2 separate regions of the Triticum aestivum genome follow, and region 1 is linked to region 2. The links are chromatin contacts, called in public Hi-C maps. All regions are on one chromosome and are shown on one strand. Each heading gives the region's core, a stretch centred on a gene start, on an enhancer-like site or on the middle of the called end of the contact. The rest is flanking DNA. Distances are from core to core; before and after follow the strand shown.

Region 1 (5,443 bases), core at 1,134-3,633, 850 kb after region 2:
CATCATAGCAGGGAGGAAGGCACTTGAAGCTGGAATAATAAAGAGGATTTGCGATGGACCTCTATTAATGTTTGCACTGACCGCTGGTTGCCTGGGAAACTTTCCTTGCGTCCGTCAGTTCAGATTGGTGATGCTACCATCCACACCGTTTCCGACCTAATCGACCATGAAAATTGGAGTTGGAGGACGGAATTAGTGAGAACAAACTTCATACCACCAGATGCAGATGCAATACTGAACATACCACTCAGACATGGTGGAGGTGATGATTTTTGGGCGTGGGCTTATGAGAGATCCGGGACATATTCTGTCAAATCCGCGTATCGTGCTCTAATGACTCGTAACGAACATCAAGTTCTAGAGGAAGGGGCGATCACTGAAACTTCAGAGACTGACAAACAGATGTGGACACGGCTATGGAAGCTCAAAGTTCTGCCCAAAGTTAGGGTTTTTTGGTGGCGCGTTCTCCGAGGTATCCTACCAGTGGAATCCACACTGAAATACCGACACATTGCGACTGAGGCTCGATGCCAAGTATGAAAGGGCGCAGATGAGGACATGTTCCACGCACTCATCAAGCGCTCTCATGCCCGCAGCTTCTGGTCAGAAGCTTGACCGTGGCCGGATATCAAGTTACCAGAACTCCACCCCCTCACGTGATGCAGGGACATTCTGTGTGACTCTCGATTTGGGGAGGAGGATCGGGCTAAGATAATCACTGTCATGTGGGCTATATGGACATCCCGCAACAATATAACACATGACAGGGCTAGTCTGGATCCGGTCCAATCTTTAAAACGTATCAGAGAAACCATCATGCTATTAGAGCTACCGATGGAATGCACCGGACTCTACCTGGCTATGGGTGGAGATCACCGGATTCAGACTACATCAAGATCAATACGGATGGTAGCGTCTCTCTAGCTGAAAACAGAAGCGGGGCGGGAGGTGTTGCACGAACCTCCTCCGACTTCATTGCTGCCTGGAGCAAGCCACATGAGAACATCACGGATCCACTAATCGCAGAAGCTCAGGCCCTGCGAGATGGTGTCATCTGCGGCAAGCTCCGGGGTTTTTCGCGGGTGATCTTCGAGGTTGACTGCTTGGAGCTGGTTCAGCTCTGGAACTCGCGATAATTCTCGCGCTCTCTCATAGCGCCTATCCTTCTCGAAATTGGAGGGCTAGCCTCCTCAATTGCTTACTTTGATATTATTCATGTAACGCGACAGTCTAATATGTCAGCTCACCTGTGTGCGAAACATGCAAGCACTCTAGGTGTGTCTGACTGTTGGATGAACTCACCCCCGGTTTACTCGTGACCAGCCTCATGGCCGATCGTGCTGGAGCTCAGACTGAATGAATAAAGCTCAATGATTCCCGCAAAAAAAAAAAAAAAAACAGAGCCGGAAAACCGTTGAAAAATCCAAGTAGCCGCATCAAGGCCGGCAGCGGGGCTAGATCGGGGCCAAGACGCCACAAACGGGGCTTGGAAAATCCAAGTCCGTGCCAGCTAGCCGTGCGCCTAATGAACAGGACAAGGCTGGGCCTGTCAGTTTTTTCTCTAATGTCAGGGTTTTGCTTAATCAAACCTTATTATAGCACTGAAACGTAGTAGTGTGAGTAATCTAACCTGGGCTTTTCTCTCATGCCTTCTAAACCGCGAGGCGACGTCCACGTACGCGCGTACATGTACATGCGTCCACGATTTGGTGCACCTAACAGTTCGTCGTCCAGTTCTTGTGCCGCGTTTAAAAGAAAGCGGCCAAAAACGCAAAAGAGAGAGAGGACAAAAGGAACTCTCAATTCTCGCGCATCCAAGCACCCCGAGACCGTCCAAAACAATAAATAAAACAAACAGACCAGGAGAGAGAGGAAAAAATAACTATATTGGCAGCTTAGGCTGGTCACAGTGGGAGGAACTTAGAAGTAACATCACACACTCCAATACAATTTTACTTATGTGACACATATTTAATGAAGAGAGAGGTGCTTGTGGTAACTAGCTAAATTACCGGAACATCACATACTTCAAGAAACAATGAGTCTATAACCTAATAAATACATCGTTGCATGACACTACATAGATATTCCTACCCACTATGAGGTAGTAACATAGTCTAAGGAAGTGTGAAGTTACTAGCTTATGTTTTTGCCCATTGTAACCAGCCATCCATGCATCCATCCAAGAACCCCGAGACCGTCCAAAACAATAAACAAAACAAACAGACCAGGAGAGAGAGAGGAAAAAATAACTATATTGGCAGCTGAGCTAGGGGCAAGTGGGGTGGGCCCCGCACACGCAAGTTTTACTTTTTGAGCCGCCCGGTTTTGTCGTCTCCCCCGTCCGCTCCCCTCCCCCGTCCCCTATTTCCATTGCCCCCCTCCCCACCCCCCTCTCCCCCTTCCTACTCGTCTCCCTGCGCTTCACGCCACAGCTCACCAGCGCGCGCGCTCTCTCTGAACCTTTGGCGAGCCTCGTACGCCCTCGCACCACTGTGCGCGACTGCTTGCCCGGCTTCTCGTGCCCGCTAGGGAGGGAGGGAGGGGGGATTCGGAGCCGGAGGAGATCGCCGGCGGCTGGGCTCCTGCCGGAGGACTCGGCGGGCGGGATCCACCTCGCGCTTCTTGGAGGCCCCCATGCCGTGAGCGAAGCAGCCAGCGCCATCCTTTGTTCCCCGGGGAGATCTTGCTCCTGCCTGCAGCAGCTGAGAGCCGAGGGCCGACACCGAGAGGAGGCACCGCCCGCCGACATGGCCGGCAGCGACGAGGTCAACCGCAACGAGTGCAAGGTCCGTCCGCCCGTCCTCCTCCTTGGTTTGGCGCTTCCCGCGCCTGTTTCGGGGCACTAGCGCCGCATGTGCAGGCCTCCGTCCTTGCGCTTGTGTTTGGGTTCTCGTTTTCGGGCCTTCTTCTTCCGTGTGGGCGCCGCCGCCCGCGCGATTCTCGATTTGTGCCGTGCCCCCGCCAACGCCCCGCCGCTTTACGGCTGAGTTGAGACGGTGGGAGGGGATTTGGGGCCTGCAATTTCTCTCTCGGTCCGTCGCTGCCTTTGTTTCCCCTTTGGGCTCAATCCCAATTTTATTCCCCTCTCGCCTGCCTCGGTTGTTTTAGGGGGGTGCCCGGGCGATACTAACACAGCTACCCAACAAGCAACAAATCATTCATCCACATCCATCCAGCCAGCCGTGTGTGTGCGCGCGTGCCTTTGCCGCAGAGCGCCAGCCCAAAGCTTGCATCTTTTCTAGCAAGACGCGACCGAAAGATGGCGCCTCGCATTGCGCTCCTGTCCGTGCGCAAATCAGCAAAGAAATAGGAGGATTCCTTTCGTTTCGTTTCGTTGAGACGTTTGATTGTGTTTTTCGTTGGTGGTCTCGCTCTCACACTGTTGCTGCTGGGTTTGTCGTGCTGTGCAGACGGTGGTGCCGCTCCACACATGGGTGCTCATCTCCAACTTCAAGGTGTCGTACCACATGCTCCGCCGCCCCGACGGCACCTTCGAGCGCGACCTCGCCGAGTACATGGACCGCCGGGTGCCCGCCAACCCCAGGCCGGTCGAGGGCGTCTCCTCCTTCGACCACTTCATCGACTTGTCCGTCGGCCTCGAGGCGCGCATCTACCGCGCCGTCGCCGGCAACGCAGCGGGCGCCGCCGAGGGCGCCGCCGCGCTCACCCTGCCCATCCTCGAGTTCCTCGGCGGGGCGCCGTCCCCGGACCCGCTCCCGGTGATCATCTTCTTCCACGGCGGCAGCTTCGCGCACTCGGCGTCCAGCACAACCATCTACGACAACCTCTGCCGCCAGTTGGTGAAGCTGAGCAAGGGCGTGGTGGTGTCCGTCAACTACCGACGCGCCCCGGAGCACCGGTACCCGTGCGCGTACGACGACGGGTGGACCGCGCTCAAGTGGGCCCAGGCCCAGCCGTTCCTGCGGAGCGGCGAGGACGCGCAGCTCCGCGTGTTCCTCGCCGGCGACAGCTCCGGCGGCAACATCGCGCACCACGTGGCCGTCCGCGCCGCGGAGGAGGGGATCAAGATACACGGCAACATCCTGCTCAACGCCATGTTCGGCGGCAACGAGCGCACCGAGTCGGAGCGGCGCCTGGACGGCAAGTACTTCGTCACGCTCCAGGACAGGGACTGGTACTGGAAGGCGTACCTGCCGGAGGACGCGGACCGGGACCACCCGGCGTGCAACCCGTTCGGGCCGAACGGGCGGCGGCTCAAGGGCCTGCCGTTCGCCAAGAGCCTCATCATCGTGTCGGGGCTGGACCTCACCTGCGACCGGCAGCTGGGCTACGCGGAGGGCCTCCGGGAGGACGGCCACGACGTGAAGCTGGTGCACCGCGAGAAGGCCACCATCGGCTTCTACCTGCTGTCCAACACGGACCACTACCACGAGGTGATGGAGGAGATCGCCGAGTTCGTCCGAGCTAACCTCCTGTAGTACATACACCAGCCCAGTCGTCGTGGATAAGCCCGCCGTCCGTCCCGACACAATCAAATACGTACGTACTACGTACTACTGCCTATAGGAAGCTAAATGGTAAGCTTGACTTATACTAGTATCTCTTATACTACCGCCGCTGCCGGTGGTGCTGCTGCTTGGGGATGTCATCTTGGAGCCCGGCAATGGCTTCTGGCAAGTGATCTCTAGACTCCAAAGGGGATCCCCATGTCCGTCTGTCTGTCTGATGATAAAACTCAATGGCTCGTCCTCGTCGGAGCGAGGGAAGCCATTGTCGTCCCACTAATTGTTCCGCCGATCGGCTCGGTCGGTGGGATCCTTGGTTCTCTGATCTGTATCCATCCATGTGTTTGCCTGGGGTTAAGACAAGAGAGAGAGTGCCTTCGCTCCAGCATGTACCATTTGACATTGGTTGATGGAGAGGAGCATATTATTTCACCTTCATCCTCTGTTGCTGCCGCTGCTTATTATCTATCCTTGAGGGAAGATCTATCTAACGTTATGTGTACAGTGATCGATCAACGGGGAGAGTGTCCGTCTTTTGTTGCTGTTGATGTGGTAGTTTCTTTCTTGTGTCGGCTACGGGTTGGATTGGATTGGATTGGATGGTGCTCTCTCAGCTCACTCTCGTCCAATCCGTGCATGTGAAAAATACGGCTATCTATCTATCTAGTAGTATCTATCTATCCTGTGTGGTGATATATGCTTCTAGTCCAGTCCAGACAGTAGTAGTCTAGGCTAGCAGTATAAATTCTCTTCCAACTTTTTTGTATCTTTCTCTCCCTTTTTGATTGTTGTACTCTGATGATCCTTATGTATACACATGTTTGGACTTTGGACTGCGAGTGCTGTAACGCGTGTGCTTGGTTGATCCGTCCATTCCGGGTTTTTTTCCCCCTCCACATGGGTGTCGGTGAAGAATGTGGTACTGGTAAAAGAAGACGATGCCAACATTTCGAACCAATTATGTTGGATATGAA
Region 2 (5,962 bases), core at 990-3,489:
ATTTTCCTAATTTTTGAAATATTCCAAAACAGAGAAAAATTGCTATTAGAACAGTTTTGGAGTCGGTTTACTTACCGTACCGCATACCTATTCCTTTTCGGAGTCTGAAACGTTCTGGAAAGTGTCCCTTATATACTCCTCTGGTGTTACGGTGTCAATTATATTGGTTTCAACATTTATGGGAGTACCTGAGATATAATGTTTGATTCTTTGACCATTTACCACCCTCTGACCTGTGCCTTCGGCGTTGTTGATTTTGATGGCACCGGAACTATAGACTTCCTCGATAATGTAAGGACAGAACAACACAGAAGAAGATGTTGAAGGGTGTCGCACCAATAGCCAACCAATTGCTATCCTTGGTAGAAATACCAACTATTAAGATCCGAGGAGAACTAACAGATATGATGACACAAACTCTCACAAACCCTTCATCGGCGTCGGATCGGACATCATCGAGGTAGGAGAGACCAGAGAGACCTTATTCAAACATGCCATCATTGCCACCACCTCATCAACACCGCTAGGGAAATAGAACCTAAGAGAAAGACAAATGAAATAGGCGGGTTCCCACTCCTCTTACCGCCAACGAGGCCGCCGGATAGGACAAAAGGAGGGGGCCGAGGCAACGACGGCTAGGATTGGAAAAACTTAGTATATGCAGCAAAAATGCCCTTAACCTCATATGAGGGTAGAGGCCACACATTCGGTTCTCAATTCAATTCTTCTTTTTCCTAATACAAGCATGAGTTTTGCCGAATTATGTCAAGAAGAGGCAAGATAATCTTAGAGTAGAGCTATGCCCATTTCCAATAGGTCAAGTAGATCATTTCTTTACAATTTTTAGCAGATCTTTTTAAAAGATTCGCCGTCTCACGAGACGTTAGATCGAGTGGAGTGAGCGGCTGAGGGTCACCCTCTACCATTGTAACAAACCTCGTGTTGTGGTAATTTTCTGCAACACAAGTCATGTTGCAGAAATTTTTGCAAACATAGGTCAAGTTGCAGATTGCTTTTTTTGCAACAGACGCCTTATTATAGTTTTTTTTTGCAAAACATAGGTCATCTTGCAATATTTTTTTTGGAAAATGCTATCCCTCAGTCGACTGATGCACACGGAGCGCCCGCCGCCTGCGCAGCCGTCAGATCGATTTTGATTAAGCGCTCATGCTGGCCACCAGTCCCGTGCAACCAGTGTTTTTGCAACAAGCGTATTGTTTCAGAAGGTTTCTACAATAGAGGTCTTGTTTCAGAAAAAAAAATGGTTCGATGGTGAAGTTTTTTTCAGCAACAGGGTCTAGTTTTTGAAAGTTTCTGCAACAGAGGTCTTGTTTCAGAAAGAAAAAAATGGTTCGATGGTGAAGATTTTTTCTTCTGCAACATGGCTCTTGTTTCAGAAGCATATCCCTAGTTGCAGAAAGCGTCGGAGGAACGCCCGGTATTAGAGCATACAAGGCCAATCATTGCAACATGATGACTGTTTCGGAAACATAGCTCTAGTTGCAGAAATCACCAGAGGAGTGCCCGGTGTGAGAGCTCGTCGCCGTCGTGCTGGAGTAGAGGCAGTTGCTCGGGGTGCTGGGTCAAAGGAGGCGCGGCAACTCCGGCGGTCGGCGGCGCTCCACAGCCGAGGCGCTCAGGCCATGGCGGGGCCGTGTTGTCTCGGTGGACCTTAGCAGGCCTTGTTGCAAAGCCCCTGAGCGCAGCAAGCTAGTTGTTGCAAAGGTCCTTGGTTGGCTGGGACGGTAGATCAGATGACTATTTCTAGCAGCATTCGACGGCTGCCGAGGCGGCTGATCTAACCAGTTTATCACCTGGCGGACGTGTAGCACTGCCCATTTTTTTTGCATTAGAGCTTTTGTATAACTTTTTTTTGCAACAGAGGTCTTGCTGCAATTTAATTATTTTGTAACAGAGGTCTTGTTTTTTTTTTTGCAACAGAAGCCTTGTTGCAGAAATAAGAGATTGTGGGGAGCCAGGTCCACCATGTCACATAGGACGCGTGGTGTGCAACCAAGGCGGCGGATGCGAGCATGATAATCCGTTAGTTGAACTGTATCGTAGTGGTGGCCATGGGGCACGTGGCATGGAGAGAAGGCGGTTGACGCGGGACTATGATCCGTCGGGTGATTTATAGCGTTTCCCTTTAATAGGGGTTGTATGTGTAGAGGAATCCACGGAAGCGTATTCTTACATTGCACAAATCAAACAATGTTTACGCTTTCGAGGCAACGGAAGCCGAGCACGCAAACAGAGTTGCCCTTTGCCATGACCGGGAGACTCAAAGCCGACCGACCGACTTCACGCGGCGACTGGTCGAAGGTGGCACCAAACCAACTGCCGAAACCTGGTTCGAATGGGTTCTTCCTCGAGCAACGCCAGGGAAGCGGCGGCGGCGGCGCCACCGCCACCACCTCCTCCTCCTGCTGTGCCGCCGGCCCCTCTCCACGCGATGGACGCGGACGAGGACGACGAGAGCGTGAAGCAGCTCAACGAGTGCGCCGCCCTCTACCTCTCCCTCCAGGCACCGCCCTGACCCCCCCTCGCCTTCTCCCCCCTTTCCTGATTTCTGCTGCGGCACCCGAATCTCTTCTTTGCTCCATCATACCTTTGATTCGGCTCTTCCCTGGCTTGTTTGCAGGACTGCCTCGCCGAGTCCGACCGCAACTGGAAGGCCTGCCAAGCACGTAAGCACCGCCGCAGATTTTCCCCCCTCGTCTTTTCTTCCTCGTAGATGCCAATCCCGTTGCGGCTTACTGAGGTTGCTACCCACCCTGCTTCTGGGGCTAAGTTTGCTGTCCAATGGTTTGGAATTAGGCAAAACCTGGACCTGCTTTAAGTATCACGATCGAGATTCAGATTGAACTACCTTTGAAGCAAAAACTGTAAAGGTTGTTGTATGTAGTACAGATGTGAATTCAGAAATCCTTATAATTCCTCATTTTATAAAGTTCTATCTTGAAGAGAAGCAATGCTGTATGGGATAGAAGAAATGTTGATACCTTCTCTTGCTCTATCACATTGCCCAGTTTAGCGTTGTTATGGTCAGTACTAGCATACGAAATGCTGAACACTTTTCAAAAAAATAAAGAAATGCTGAAATGCTACCCAGAACCAGAACCATCCAAGATAAATCATGAAGTAACGACGTCTTCTGGCATGTGTGGTGCCAGTTATATGACTACATGTGCTGAAATTCATCATGTTTGTGCTTGACAATAACGTGTGGCATCCTACATTCAATTTTTAAAAGAAGTTGATCATGCATGAGGCTTTCTCCCATGTTCATCAGCATCAGGCATTAAGATTAAATTTAGAACCCATCTCGTATCATGTTCGAGATTATATAGAAATGGTACTAGTAACAATAACTTGCAGCCACATGTGGTTTTATTGTGTATGGAAGATTTGTTGCCATAAGGTGATGTTCACTCAAGGGGCAACCCAAGGGGAGATGTTGCGATTTCAGGTACCTTATGTGGTGCTCAAATAAATGGACAAATGTAGCTTTTTTTAAGGAAGAAGAGAGGGAGGTTCCTGCTTTGATGGTTATATTCGTACATATTTTTCTGTTATCTTCTACACTAAATAACGTTCACAAACTGAAGTTGTCATCACTTCAAATTCTTAGATGTGATCTAACCAGCCTTTTTGTCACCTCCGGTCAAATGCAGATGTTCAAGCCTTGAAAGCATGTGAGGCGAGCAGAAACAAAAATCAGGAAACATGAAATACTTTCATGCACCTTCGTACAGGTACATAAGCATACTACATAACCACATATACATTATTGTCAAGCATAAACATGATGAATTTGCTTTCGTATCTAGTACTCCCTCCGTTCCTAAATATTTATCTTTTTAGACATTTCAAATGGACTACCATATACGGATGTATATAGACAAATTTTAGAGTGTAGATTCACTCACTTTGCTCCGTATGTGGTCAACTTGTTGAAATCTCTAGAAAGACAAATATTTAGGAATGGAGGGAGTACATGAGTAAAGCTTATGAAACCTAGTAGTGCACTTTGTTTCCAAATATTATGCTATTGCTTTTGCTGTTGGCATCAAACTGAAACTGTATATTTGCTTTCATATCTCAGGCTGCATGCTGAAGGCATCTCACACATATCATCTTCGTGAAGACAAAAGCACAACGTGTTGAGTTCTCAGTTGTCGATGGAGAATATTTGCAACATCACAAATTGTAGTGTGCTTTGACCGAGGCATGGACGATCATATTGCTTTTATTTGCAACAACTACTGCACTAGATTGGATGTTTCAAATATTACTTGTCATTTCTAATAAATGTCGGCAGTTTTGATATATTTGCCAAACAGACTATTAACGCGAATCAAAGTATTATTGCTGCACAGGAACTGGTTTATTGCGGATAATCACTAAGATAATATGTTGGGCACAAAGGGAAACAACGTCAGCTGCATTCTTCAGGCGGCTTTATTTTTAAATGTACAGCTCACTATTAATTTCCACAGGGAAAACAAAACCTAGAATTTACACATGTAACAGTATATACTGCCAATATTAGCAGCAAGCATCGGTACTTGGGGCTTGCATTATTGACAAAGTACTGAGTTTCTGACATCCAGTAGTCACTATGATGGTTGCACAAAAGGTTTTGTTTCCATTTCTCATATAGATGTTCATCAGCTCAGTCAACTAGCCTCTTCAGAGGCCGGAACGAACTTGAGTGAGATACTGTTGACGCAGTGTCGCTCATCAGTCGGCGTGTTGAACCCCTCCCCTTTGAACACATGCCCCAGATGTCCTTCACAAGCAGCACATGTGATCTCAATGCGCCTCCCATCAGGATCCGCCTATAGAGTATTAAGCGAAGAAATGTCACCGCCGTCAGCATGAGGGCATGGAATGCATAGAGGAGAAGAAAGGCATCGGTTCCTAGTCAAACCACTGGGAATGGATGAGAGAATCGTACCGTCCGTTTTATGGCTCCAGGAAATCCTTCATAGAATGCTGGCCAACCACACCCTGAGTTGAACTTCGTAGATGATTTGTACAAGGGGGTTCCGCAGCCAGCACATCCGTAAATACCCTCATCGAAGAACTTGTCATATTCACCTGTTCCAGGAAACCTGAAACAAATATAGTCAAATGAAAATTTATCACAACGGAAGCTCTTTTATTTTTCACAGTTACGCTATTGTTAGTTTAACAGACTACCATATGTAAGATGGCAGACAAGTATTTTTTTTCTTTTCGAAACGGAACCATAGGCAAGTATATAGGGCAGCACAAAATGCTGGAGTTGATGTAGGATATGGACTAGATACAGTCAGCTCACATGCCATTCCAGTATCAAACTAAACTTATGTATGTATCTGGTTGAATTGCAGGTTCCAGATTAATCAACAGTACAATCTACAAAAACAATGTGAAGTAATAATTGATTTTTGATAAAGTGCCTATCCATATTTCTCAAGCTTCATATTATAAATTACTAGATATTCTGATAGTTCACCTAATGAACCTGTCCGTGCTTCAAGAACAGGTAAAATTTGAACTTGCTATACTTGACCGTGTCGGCGATACATAAACAGATCTGTTAAGAAAAGTACAATACATACTAACGAAATCTAGCTGCTGCTATTGTAGACTAGAATGTTATTAGAATAAAATATTTTGTAGTTTCTACTCTTGACAGCAAAATTAAAAAGACCCAAGTATATTTTTTGTTGGGTAGCATTTTTATCCTTCTGATTTATTTTTGTCAAAACAACCTTTTTACTTGCTATTTTGGATTCATACAATCATTTGTGCAAGCGGTTCTCCAACTTTGTGGAAAAGAAACTTCTAATTCGTTCTCAAATTGGTTGTCTGGAATTTGGTTGTGGTTTTGGAATAAGCCTAGCCTCAGGAGGTGGTAACAGACAATACACTAATTTCACTATAACAACTTTACACACCCTTGTTATGTGGT

What was found. Hi-C and Micro-C count contacts between places; a contact is called where the count stands out from the background.
Region 1: a Hi-C map of leaf shows a contact between it and region 2, with 4 times the contacts expected there. The contact joins the promoter of LOC123132455 here to the promoter of LOC123132446 in region 2. A contact is called at or near these places in 2 of 5 Hi-C or Micro-C datasets (both in leaf).

The regions. Positions count from the first base shown.
Region 1 is chr1B:472,804,396-472,809,838 of IWGSC CS RefSeq v2.1, forward strand. LOC123132455 (gibberellin receptor GID1) reads left to right here and starts at 2,384. Exons shown (of 2, transcript XM_044552250.1): 1 at 2,384-2,789; 2 at 3,414-5,298. The coding sequence starts at 2,751. The coding sequence ends at 4,442.
Region 2 is chr1B:471,957,382-471,963,343 of IWGSC CS RefSeq v2.1, forward strand. LOC123132446 reads left to right here and starts at 2,240. Exons shown (of 4, transcript XM_044552239.1): 1 at 2,240-2,524; 2 at 2,642-2,687; 3 at 3,675-3,755; 4 at 4,106-4,329. The coding sequence starts at 2,357. The coding sequence ends at 3,730. It overlaps LOC123132440 (peptide methionine sulfoxide reductase B5), which reads right to left. Exons shown (of 3, transcript XM_044552234.1): 2 at 4,961-5,117; 3 at 4,430-4,841. The coding sequence ends at 4,680.